Regions from separate parts of the Mus musculus genome. Here region 1 is linked to region 2. Evidence: chromatin contacts called from public Hi-C data. All regions are on one chromosome and are shown on one strand. Each heading gives the region's core, a stretch centred on a gene start, on an enhancer-like site or on the middle of the called end of the contact. The rest is flanking DNA. Distances are from core to core; before and after follow the strand shown. Region 1 overlaps Gm15997 (predicted gene 15997). Region 2 holds the start of Medag (mesenteric estrogen dependent adipogenesis).

Region 1 (5,209 bases), core at 2,470-4,969, 77 kb after region 2:
GCAGAGGCGAGAGGGTCTTGAGTCTGAAACTAGTTTGAGACATACAAGATCCTGTTTTCAAAAATTATGAAACTTCGAAATAGGAACTTGATCCATGTCTCCTGAGGTAACACATTCTCAGAGTGGGAGAAAAATGTTTGTTCTGTTACAACCATATTAGGTTAGCGACAAGACTATGTCGCTAGCAACAAGACTATGTTGCAACGATGTACCTAAAGCAACAAGCAATTGTTATTTCCCAAAATGAGATGAAATGAACCATTATGGCTGCATGTCACCTAATCTTGTGGAGCCACAAAAAACAGCTTTTGAGCCACCGTGCCTAAACATTTAGCAAAAGTGCTCATCCCCCAACAGCAACTTGGGCGTACGGAGCAAGACGGAGGCAGAGACATCTCCATCTGAATTCAGCGAAGAGATATGTACTGGCTGGTTTTGTGTGTCAACTTGACACAAGCTGGAGTTATCTCAGAGAAAGGAGTTTCATGTGAGGAAAAGCCTCCATGAGATCCAGCTGTAAGGCAGTTTCTCAATTAGTGATTAGGGGGTGGGGGGGGGGGAGACTGTGGGTGGGGCCATCCCTGGGTTGGTAGTCTTAGGTTCTATAAGAGAGCAGGCTGAGCAAGCCAGGGGAAACAAGCCAGTAAGTAACATCCCTCCATGGCCTCTGCATCAGCTCCTGCTTCCTGACCTGCTTGAGTTCCAGTCCTGACTTCCTTTGGTGATGAACAGCAATGTGGAAGTATAAGCTGAATAAACCCTTTCCTCCCCAATTTGAATCTTGGTCATGATGTTTTGTGCAGGAATAGAAACCCTGACTGAGACAAGATGTTTTCTCCTTTTTGTCTCAGACACAGCAGTCTTGCCCATAAGGCACTCTGTGGGTGTCCACTCAAATATGATTAGCCAAAGCTCAGTCACATGATCAAGTCTAAAATGAGACCCAAACAAGTAAGTATAGTTGTAGATGACCCTTGACTCTGGTTCTGAGCCTGGGAAGACACCGTTGCTCCCCTGAAGGGCAATGGCCCAATGCTGAAGCAGAAACTGAGTTTGTAAGCCAGAGAAGGCAGGGATGACACCGGGTGGGAAGGCAGACTCCTGTCTTTCCGATGCGGCTCTCTTGGTTTTCCCTCTTCTAGCTGCTCCGTGGTACTTTACCCATCTTCCTCTGCATACTGTTTAACTGCAGGGGTGCCTAAGGTTCAAACCAGGCCATCTTGCGCTTCTCCTCTCTGCAGTCTGCTTAGGAATGCTCATCTGGTGTTGGGTGGCATTTCCTTCCACATTTATCTCTTCAGCTCTACCCCCTCCTAAGACCTCCTTATTTGGACATCCCACTATCCACTTGACATCTCTACTTTCATACCTAGGCAACACCTCTGAAACAGCATATTGCAAGCATGGCTTCTATTACTATTTTACATGTCCTAAAACCGAGACTTCTTAGTGTTTTAATAAATAATAACTGTAGTGGTTTGAATGAGGCTGACATGCATAGATTCTGGCTTTTGAATACTTGATCCCTACTTTGGTGTCACTGTTTGGGGAGGCTTAGGAGGTGTGGCCATATGGGAGAAGGCATATCCCTGGAGGTAGGCTTTGAGGTTTCAAAACCTCCCACCATTTCCAGTTGGCTCTCTCTGGTTCATGTTTGAGGCCCAAGATGTGAACCCTCAGTGACTGCGCTAGCCACCATGCCTGTTGCTTACTGTCATGTCTCTCAGCCAGAACTATAAACCCCAAATAAGCTCTTCTTTCCATAAGTTGCCCTGGCCATGGTGTTTTATTACAGCAACAGAAATGTACAATAAGTTGGCTAAATGCTAAGTCCTGAGTTTTCCTTACATATCTAGCCTACCCTCTTTTGCCTTTGTTCAATGTGATATCCTCAGGGCCATGGTCTCTCTCTCTCTCTCTCTCTATATATATATATATATATATATATATAGATAGATAGATAGATAGATAGATAGATAGATATAGAGATAGAGATAGAGATAGAGATAGAGATAGAGATAGAGATAGAGATAGAGATAGAGATAGAGATAGAGATAGAGATAGATAGATAGATAGATAGATAGATATATTAGAAATTCCATAACATTTGTCAGAAATTGATTAAATGAACTTGTATCAGCCACACCTTGACTGAGGAGTGGAAAGATGAAGGGTAGAAAAGGCACACATTTAAGATGGTGGTATTCTGTAGACATGTCCACTCTAAGATAGATGGTATTTACAGTACCTTCTGAGGACTTAAAGCAATCCATTCTGCTCACAGCAGCATAATGTTCAACCATGGTGTCAGCTCAAGGAAGATCACTCCTTGGCTTCATCACCTCGTGGTCTAGAGGATCATGCCAGGAGCATGCACAGGACTGTTTCATGTAATATTTTAAAAAATTTAAATAGCTACTCTCTGGGCCTGGCGGTCTTGCTGCCTCCGTGGCTAACCCCATGTGGCATCTGCTCAACTTTCTATGGTCCGATTGCCACGGAACCTGCTCACATTCCCTGTCGTCTAACCACCACAACTGGCTGCTGCCAAACCGGCACGCAATCCCCAATTTCCGAGGCTAGCTGGAGGCACACTCTTGCAAACCCACACTCCTCTGTGGTTACCTTTCCCTGGAGCCAAAGGTTCCGTAACACTTCCCACCATCATCCTGTTGCAGATGGGACCTTTGGGGACAAACCATATTCAAACCCTAATATTAGACATATCATACCACTGATGACCCTAATATTAGACGGGTGGGGGACAGTGTTCATCAGCTACTGCCTGTCAGTAAGCATCCACAAAACTCTGGTTGCATTCAGCAGTGGGTATGTATCCTTAGCTTGGCAGGAGTAACTGACTGCTCTAGGCTGGGGAACTCTCCAAGTAGGAGCCTGGTGGCTCCTTTGGTGGGGATGGTGGCTGTCTGTCATGTGCTCATTTGCATTCCCACTGAAGGTACAGTGTTCTCACGGGCGTGGCAGAAGCACCCCGGGACAACTCTCAGAGTCCTTTAAAGTCTCCTCTCAGAATTGGCTCTCTGCCACTTTGTCAAATTAGTCAGAGTGAGCCAAGGCCACGGTCAAGGGCAATGCATGATGCCTTTCATGGAAGGACGCACGGAGTTACTGGCAAGGACCATGGACAGAGCAAAGGTGAAGGGACTAGGGCAACGATACCTCAGTCTGCCCAGGAATGTGCAGCATGCACAGAAGAGAAACCCCAGCAAGGAGGAGGCCTGGGCAGACCTGTAGTTCCCCCTTTCCACAGCTGCATCTCATTGTAGTCTAAACTACACCCTGCAGCCCTTTTAGAATAGGTTGCCCCCGATGCTGGCTCCATCCCACCCCGATCCATTTGTTATTTATTCAGTAATACAGGACAGCTCTCCAGGCGGGTCCTCTGGCTGTGGATTCCTCTGGTGTGGTTGTTATGGGAAACATTTCATTTCACATCTGCTGATGTGTTTTTCTGTCTCTCAAGTAAAACCACGAGGTAGAGAAGAAGAAGAAGAAAAAAAGGAAATTCATACTCTGTTGGGCTATAAAGGATAATGATTAATTTATTCCGAGCTATATACAAATCAGACTATCGTCTTTCAGACGGAATCAATAATACAATTTTAAGCCCACACACATTTACAAATGCTAGCACTCCAGAGCAGCTGGGTTGCCATGGGCAACCAGGGCATGCCAGCTCATGATCTGAAGCAAGCTGCTGTCTTCCAGCCTTGCAAGCACATTCGGCAGACAGGATTCTAGGGAGCCCAGGGCACCCGTGTTGGCTCTGATCTGGCCGCCGCACAAATGCACCCCTGTGATGATTTGGATTAGCTCGCGTCTGAATTGCTTAGCGCTCTTTAAGCTCCTGCTTGCACCAGCTTTCTTTGATATACTTTGTGTCTGCGTCTCTACGGACTAGGCATGCGCAGAGGGTGGCTAGGCAAGCCATGGGCTGTCAGAAGGCATTGAGAGCCGGTAGAGATGGCTCAGGTGCCCAGTGTAGCCTCAGACAGAGCTCAGCGAGACATGCTTGTTTCTAACTAGAAAACAGGGCCAGTGGACACCGTGCTATGGCTGATAGGCCTAAGCAAAACCTCTCCATAGGTCTCCTGATCTATCTTTTGTCTCTTAAGAAATGGAGGAATGGGATTACAAACTCCTTGCCTAGTTGGGCAGCGAAAGAGAAAACTTTTTTTCTAGTATATATTTATCAAGAAATAAACAAGCAAGATCTTTGCACTGTAGGTTAAGCAGGGGCATAGCCGATATCACTCTAAGTACAAATTCCTAAAGGGCTCCGTGCTTCACAAGAGAAGTCGACAAACCACCGCTGCCTCTGTTTCTCTAAGATGCAAGCCCTCTCTGGGAGAACCAGCCATCCAAGGTACCACTGGGGATCCGGTGACACTGTGGCAAAATGAACTGTAATTAGGATTGTCGTTTAAACATGTGGTCATTTATATCCAATTTTCACTCACTACAATAAAAACTATGAAATATATGTCAGATTCACTTTGTTATTGATTTATTTGATCACAATCCTTCCCTTTGCCCAGAATTTTGCCTTGACCCATCCTCACATCCTCATTATTTTCCGTCAGAACAGAAACGGTTTATGAGGACTTGGTTAGGGCCGACCCTCCCTCCCACCCTTCCCACAGTGCTTATGCTTCCTATCTTGGCCAAGGACAGTAGAAGCCCTGCCCCCACATCCCCAAAAGCATTTTCTGAATGTGAAGCGTTCTATCTACGGTTGTGGCTGTCCAGGCTGCCCAGAGGGTTGCACAAGCGAGGTTAGGTGGACCCCAGAGTTCTTCAGAGTCCCCTAAAGGAACTGTGTGGTGTCCACGCAGCATCCTGAAACCAGCAGCTATCCTGGGGGCGCCTATGCTGCTTCGAGCTCAGACATCGCCAGCAAGGCCTCAGCCTTCAGGGGAGCCCTGCCTTCCGAGTGTGGAGCCCCCTATCTGGCTGCTGCGGGAATGCCTCACTCGAGAAAGAATGCGGAGCCACTCGGTCAGCTCCCAAGAGCCCACGCACAGGAGGACGCCTCTGCATCACGCAGACCCGGCTCAGAGCCTGAGGGCTGAAAAGGTAAGAAAGCAGAGACCAGACTGCACCCTTCACGCCCAGGCAAATCAATAGCAGAGATCTGAAGCTGGGCTCCCTAGGCATACCAGGAGTTCACTTACTACCAACGACACAG
Region 2 (5,682 bases), core at 1,466-3,965:
TGTCTGGGTATGTCTGCGTGTGTGTATGTGTGTGTGTGTGTGTGTCTGTGTCTGTGTTCCTGTGGGTATGTGCACATGTACACGAGGGTTGTGAGCACACACGTGTGTATGTGGAGGCCAAAGGTCAGTGCTGGCTGTCTTCCTTGCTCACTCTCTACATTATTTTTATGAGACAGGAATTGCTCAGTGAGCCCAGAACTCATCCACTCCACTAGGTTGTCTAGCTGGTGAGCCCCACAGATCTGCTTCTCTTCTCCCAGCCTCAGGGTTAGGGTCAGAGATGTGTGCCCCTCTGCCTAGCCCAGATCCTGTGTAGGTGATAGGGGTCTGAACTCAGATCCCTGTTCTCATGTGGCAGACACTCTACTAAGCATCTTGCCAGCCTCAGGCACTTGTGGTCTGACAGAAAAATCTAGGTGTGAAAAGAGTGGTGGTGTGAACTGGTCTGTGAGAGCTTAAATAATGGTGGTGAGAACTGATCTCTGAGAGTGTTTGAATAGTGGTAGTGTGAACGGGCCTGTGAAAGCTTGACTAGTGGTGCTGTGAACTGGTCTGTGAGAGCTTGAATAGTGGTGGTGTGAACTGGCCTGTGAGAGCTTGGTAGATCTGAGTTAAGGCCGCTGTGTCACTTGAGGTTCCGTTGAAAAACTGAACCAATAAAATGAATCCCTGCTGCAAAGAGGAAGTATGATATTGACTTATGCCATATGGTTGGGGTAAAAAAAAAAAAGGCTAATCACTTTGTAGTTGCTTAGACCATGAAGCAGTGTGCCTCAGTGGTCCCAATCTGGTGCCAGAGACCTAGAGGATTCCTGGGGAGTGCTGGTCTTCAGTCCATGTTAGAAGCCAGAAGAGCATTGTTCTTATATGGAAGGAGGCAGCAGCAGCAGCAGCAGCAGCAGCAGCAGCAGCAGCAGCAGCAGCAGCTTAGAGTAGATGGATTCACCAGCAAGAATGAAAGCCAAAATAGGCAGAGCCTTCTTTCTTCCATGCACCTTCATCTTTATAGCTATCAGAATCACTGCCCATATTTGGGGTACATCTCTCCACATTAATTAAATCAAACAATTTCCAACAAACATAATCACAATCCAACCTGGTGTAGATAATCCATCAATGACGATTATCCATTCAGGTGATTCTAGGTTGTGTGAAGTTGACAATCAAAGCTGACCATCCAGGCACCCAACAGGGCCATTTAAAGCTCTGAGGCTAGAAGGCTGCCCCTGTGCCTTGATGACATCACTATTACCCAAGTATGGGCACATGAGGATGGCTAGATCTTCAGGCTGTCACCTCTTAACTATAAGCATAAGCCTTGCATTGTCTCCTGTCACTTATCCCAGCAACTCCATTTCTGAGAGGGGAGGGAGTGCAGAAAAGATGGAAAGTGTAATGGTGTGTTACCATAGTAAGAGAAAACAAAGTGATTTTAATGTTGCAGTAAAGGAAAGTCTAGACAAAGAAGAGTGCATTCCTTTGATGGAAAATAGCTTAGTGGTTTGAAATAGTTTACCAAGGCAGTGCTGTTTGAAACACAACGTGCTTCTTACCATCAAATGAAGCAAGCAGAATAAAAATTCTACAACACCTGGGGTGAGGGTGCTGGAGAGATGATGGTTCGGTGGTTATGAGGTGTGCATACATACATGCAAACACTCATACACACACACACACACACACACACACACACACACACACAAATAAAAATAACTTAAAACCTTCAAAAGTAAATGGCAAAAGTGAAATGTAGCAGAAATGCTTCTGTTTGAATCAATTAAACCCAGGCTCTATGGAGGCTCTCAGAGACAAACTGAAGATAGACTCTAAATTTTACCTCTCGGCGCTGCCTGGAGTCTCATGCCAGCTTACCGAGAGCAGAGACTCAGTCAATGTAATTGCTGGAACACATGCCTGCTCCTCTGTTAGACTACAAGTTGGATGATAACAGGGGTTGTGGTTATCCACCCACATTCTCAGGATTTAGCTTATTCTTCATCTTCTACTAGATAGGCTGGAAATAGTCATTTAATTAAATTGAAAGGAATAGTCTTTTCATCCCTCAGGAGACGTGTGAGCACGTAGCCAGAGCACTCAAATATTTATAAACTGAGCAAATTAACAGATTCTGGGACTAGGGCTGGGAAGGCCTGCTAGGGGACTTCCCGCTTGAATCCAAGCACAAAGCTGTCAAGGGGCCACCGGGCAGCGAAAAGCAAGAGGGTCAAGGTCTGGAGTGCACAGGGGATGCAGGAAAACCTTTTGGGAAAGTGGCAGGCCTTCATGGAAGGATGCTGGGTGGGAACCCGCTCCAGGAAGTGCTGAGAGAAGGAAAAGCTGGGTCATCTAGGTGGAGGTGGAGTGAGCTGCAGACAGATGAGGCATAGAATGGGGGATGTAGATACGGATGCAGCAACTCCCAGCCTAAGCTGACAGCCCCTGGGCCCCAGGTGGAGAAGTGGTCAGGAACGCTTTGTGGTACCTGAGGGATTAATCGGCGCTGAGCCAGGCCTGGGCATCTGTCGTGGGGAGGATGCTGCACCATGCAGTGTGGACCAGGCAGGGAGGGCCCCGCGCGGGGGCTGAGTGTCTGACCCGAGTGGGATGACTAAGTTAGTCTTGGCTGTGAGCAGGCGAGGTGGGAGCATGCCAAGTTATGAAACACTGATTGCTCTGCCGGAGCGGAGGAGCATCTGGGGTCCTGCCTGGGGGCCGGAGGGGCGTGCCTGGTGCCTGATAAAAGGGGCTGCGCAGCGCGGGGACCGCTTTCTCAGTGTCCTGCCTGCAGCGCTCCACAAGGGTGGGCAACCTTCAAGGTGACAAGAGGGCTCCTGAGCTACTTACTACTTGCACGCAGCCCAAGGTAGCTCGGGACAGACCACAGATTTACTCCTCCCACTTAGCGACCCTCAGGGTAGGAAGGGGACAGAGCCACAGCCTGAGTATGGCCACTGCAGCGTGCGAGCCTGTGGCCAGACCCAGCCTGACCTCCATTTCATCCGGGGAGCTGCGCAGTCTGTGGACGTGCGACTGCGAGCTGGCCCTGCTGCCCCTGTCGCAGCTGCTCCGCCTACAGCCTGGTGCCTTCCAACTGCGCGGTGAGCAGCTCCTGGTGCCCGGGCCCGGGGAACCCGCGGCCGCACGTGGGGGCTTCAACGTCTTCGGGGACGGCCTTGTGCGCCTAGAAGGGCAGCTCTATCGCCTCAGCAGCTACATCAAGAGGTAGGTGGCCACACCGTGTGCTCTAGCCTGGAGCAAATCCTCTATCTGGCTGCTGCCCTGTCTCTGGTAGACTGGGGACTGGAGATGGAGATAACCTACCTGCCACCCTACAGCCCGAACCCTCCTCCCCCCAGCCCCCAAGCAGGTAACTAGGGCGTTTTGCTGAGAATGTAGGGAGGATCGGGTGGGAAGCACACTCAGTCCCACCCAACAAGCTGGTGGCAAGTTTTTTCCATTCTGCCCTTAAACTAGGTCGGATGAGCTCAGTGTGCAGGCACAACCCTCAGGAGATGTCTTGGATGCGGATCCTCGCACCTAGCTTTAGTTATGAGCGAGAATAACTTTATGCAGCTGGAGCATGCAGATAGTTCATTTTCCCAGAGTAATTGCTCTCTCGGTGTTTCTTAAACCAAGCAACTATAGTGAAGAAGAAAAAGGGCCCCCAGAACCCCAGACCCCGTGTTGGCTCTTGGGTGAATAGACAGCTTGGGCAGAAATAAGGGCAAAGATAGCTTCGTGGTTTTTTGCAGAGCACTGTGAGACCCTGGCCTTTATCCAGTGGTCCTCAGGAGCTGTCGTGGCCAAGAGGACTCAGACGTCCATTGGTAGGCTTGAAGCTGGCAAGGATGTGGAAGCCAACTTTGATCTCAGCATTACCGGGTCACCTTGAAGGAATAGGGTACATGGCCCTCATCCATGTATAATAGGGTGCTCAGTGCCCCAGAACCAAGTGAGTCTGGAGTCTGAGCGATCCGCAGCCGGCCCGATTGTGAAGATACGATGTATTTATCACTGGGCTAGGGTGCAGCCAAAGGGCTAGACACTGCTGGTGCATTCTTCCAACTGCATGCAGGTAGGACCCTCGAGATGGTATGAGTTCTGAATGTCGGAGAAAAATAGTCCCTACTGAGAATTTCTCTGTGGATGGGAAATAAAAATGCTAATTTGTAAGAGGGGGGCAGTGGAAAGAGCTATGGTAGAAACAGGTTGGGGTTGGGGAGATGATTCAGTGCCTGAAGTGAGAGGACTTGAGTTTGGATTCCTAGCTCCCTTGCAAAAATGTCTCTCTGTGTACTAGGGGCATGGTGACAGGACAATCATGGAGGCTTGCTGGCCTCCAGCTGGTCCCTAAACTGACAAGCTCCTGGTTCAGTGAGAGGACCCATTTGAAATGAATAAGAAGGGCATGTCTGCATTGGTGCACCTCTCCCTCCCTCCCTCCCTCCCTCCCTCCCTCCCTCCCTCCCTCCCTCCCTCAGGAGGATTACAGTGTTCCCCAGTGAGCTGAAGCCAGAGGTAAGGTGTTTGATAGAATCAGAGCCCCCGATCTTAGCATACGATACAGGAAATTTTAGAATAGATTTGAGGCTTGTCACTAAATTTTTTTCTTCGAACATCTTTATGTAAGTAAATGAAAACCAGCAGCAGTCCCTGGGCAAGTTAGAGTGTAGTCATAAGACTAGGTGACACAGACCAGGGAGCAATGAAATCCACACACACACTGGCTTCTCCTGGCGCACACCATCACGTGAGGGCTTTCATACCCCCGAGGTGCAAAGGCTCCACTGAGAAAGACTTGAACAGTGGAAGTAGCAGCATGTCTTCTTGTACGGGGCATGCCGTGGTAGGAGGCAGCTTTTATCACTGTGTGGGCAGCCTGAAGAGTGGCTGGTAGGGAGACAAGTCTGAATGGAGAGTGCTTTCTAGGCAGAGGACTGGGATATGGAAGCACTCTGAACTTAGCCTCATCAAGAGCCTTTCGCTCTGTTCTGCAAGATGGATGGATCCAGTGGCGTTTTGACATTGGAGATAGCGTTACCAGGCACAGGTCTGATTTGATGTTTCCAGATTCTCGGAATTTTATATAGATGGATAGATAGATATAGATATGGATATGGATATAGATATAGATATAGATAGATAGACACACACACACACATGGTTGCAAAGTAGTAGCAAAGCTCTATTGTTTTTTGAAAATTCATTTTTTACTATGCTTTTAGTTGTGTGTCAGTGTGTATATCTCAATGTGGGTGTGTGCACATGTGAGTACAGATTCCAGTGGCCGCCAGAGGCATCAGATCCCCTGGAGCTGGAGTTACAGACTGTTGTGATGAGCCGTCTCTCCAGCCCCAGGATAATTCTACTCAAGGCAAAGCAATAGTACAAATTAGACAGGAATCTACTGTTAAGAGTGACAGCGGGCCACTTGAGCGAAGGCTTGGGCTTCTTTATATGGCTGAAAGGAAGGAGGAGCTGGAGGGGGGGAGGCTCATACTTTGGGTGGGTCTGTTTTGTTTGATCAGCTTGGATTATGTAAGCTGTTACTCACTGCGTACACACACCCCTTTCCTTGTAGAGTCTGATTTTAATCATTCCAATTGTGTCGACAGTGCATGGGCATAAGGTGGACACCAGAGCATCCTCACATTTTATAGGGCACAGTTTGCCTTATTGTGA

What was found. A called contact is a pair of places that touch in the nucleus more often than the background predicts.
Region 1: a Hi-C map of cerebral cortex shows a contact between it and region 2, with 2.7 times the contacts expected there. The contact joins the enhancer-like site here to the promoter of Medag in region 2. A contact is called at or near these places in 2 of 39 promoter capture datasets (cranial neural crest and stem cell-derived epiblast-like cells), 1 of 484 Hi-C or Micro-C datasets (cerebral cortex), 2 of 115 datasets of contacts at active chromatin or transcription factors (the SCID.adh cell line and double positive thymocytes) and 2 of 9 other capture datasets (adipose tissue and liver).

Annotation. Positions count from the first base shown.
Region 1 is chr5:149,485,517-149,490,725 of GRCm38.p6, forward strand. Gm15997 (predicted gene 15997) reads right to left here. Exons shown (of 5, transcript NR_045423.1): 5 at 3,540-4,410. It also overlaps a transcript of Wdr95 not described here. Among named protein-coding and RNA genes, the nearest start is that of Wdr95, 41 kb to the right of the region's middle. Within about 2 kb of position 3,720, at least 90 of the 459 cell types and tissues checked have an H3K27ac peak or open chromatin away from gene starts, as enhancers often do. A contact at or near this core is called in cerebral cortex, where this site is marked.
Region 2 is chr5:149,409,034-149,414,715 of GRCm38.p6, forward strand. It overlaps Medag (mesenteric estrogen dependent adipogenesis), which reads left to right and starts at 2,716. Exons shown (of 5, transcript NM_027519.4): 1 at 2,716-3,222. The coding sequence starts at 2,945.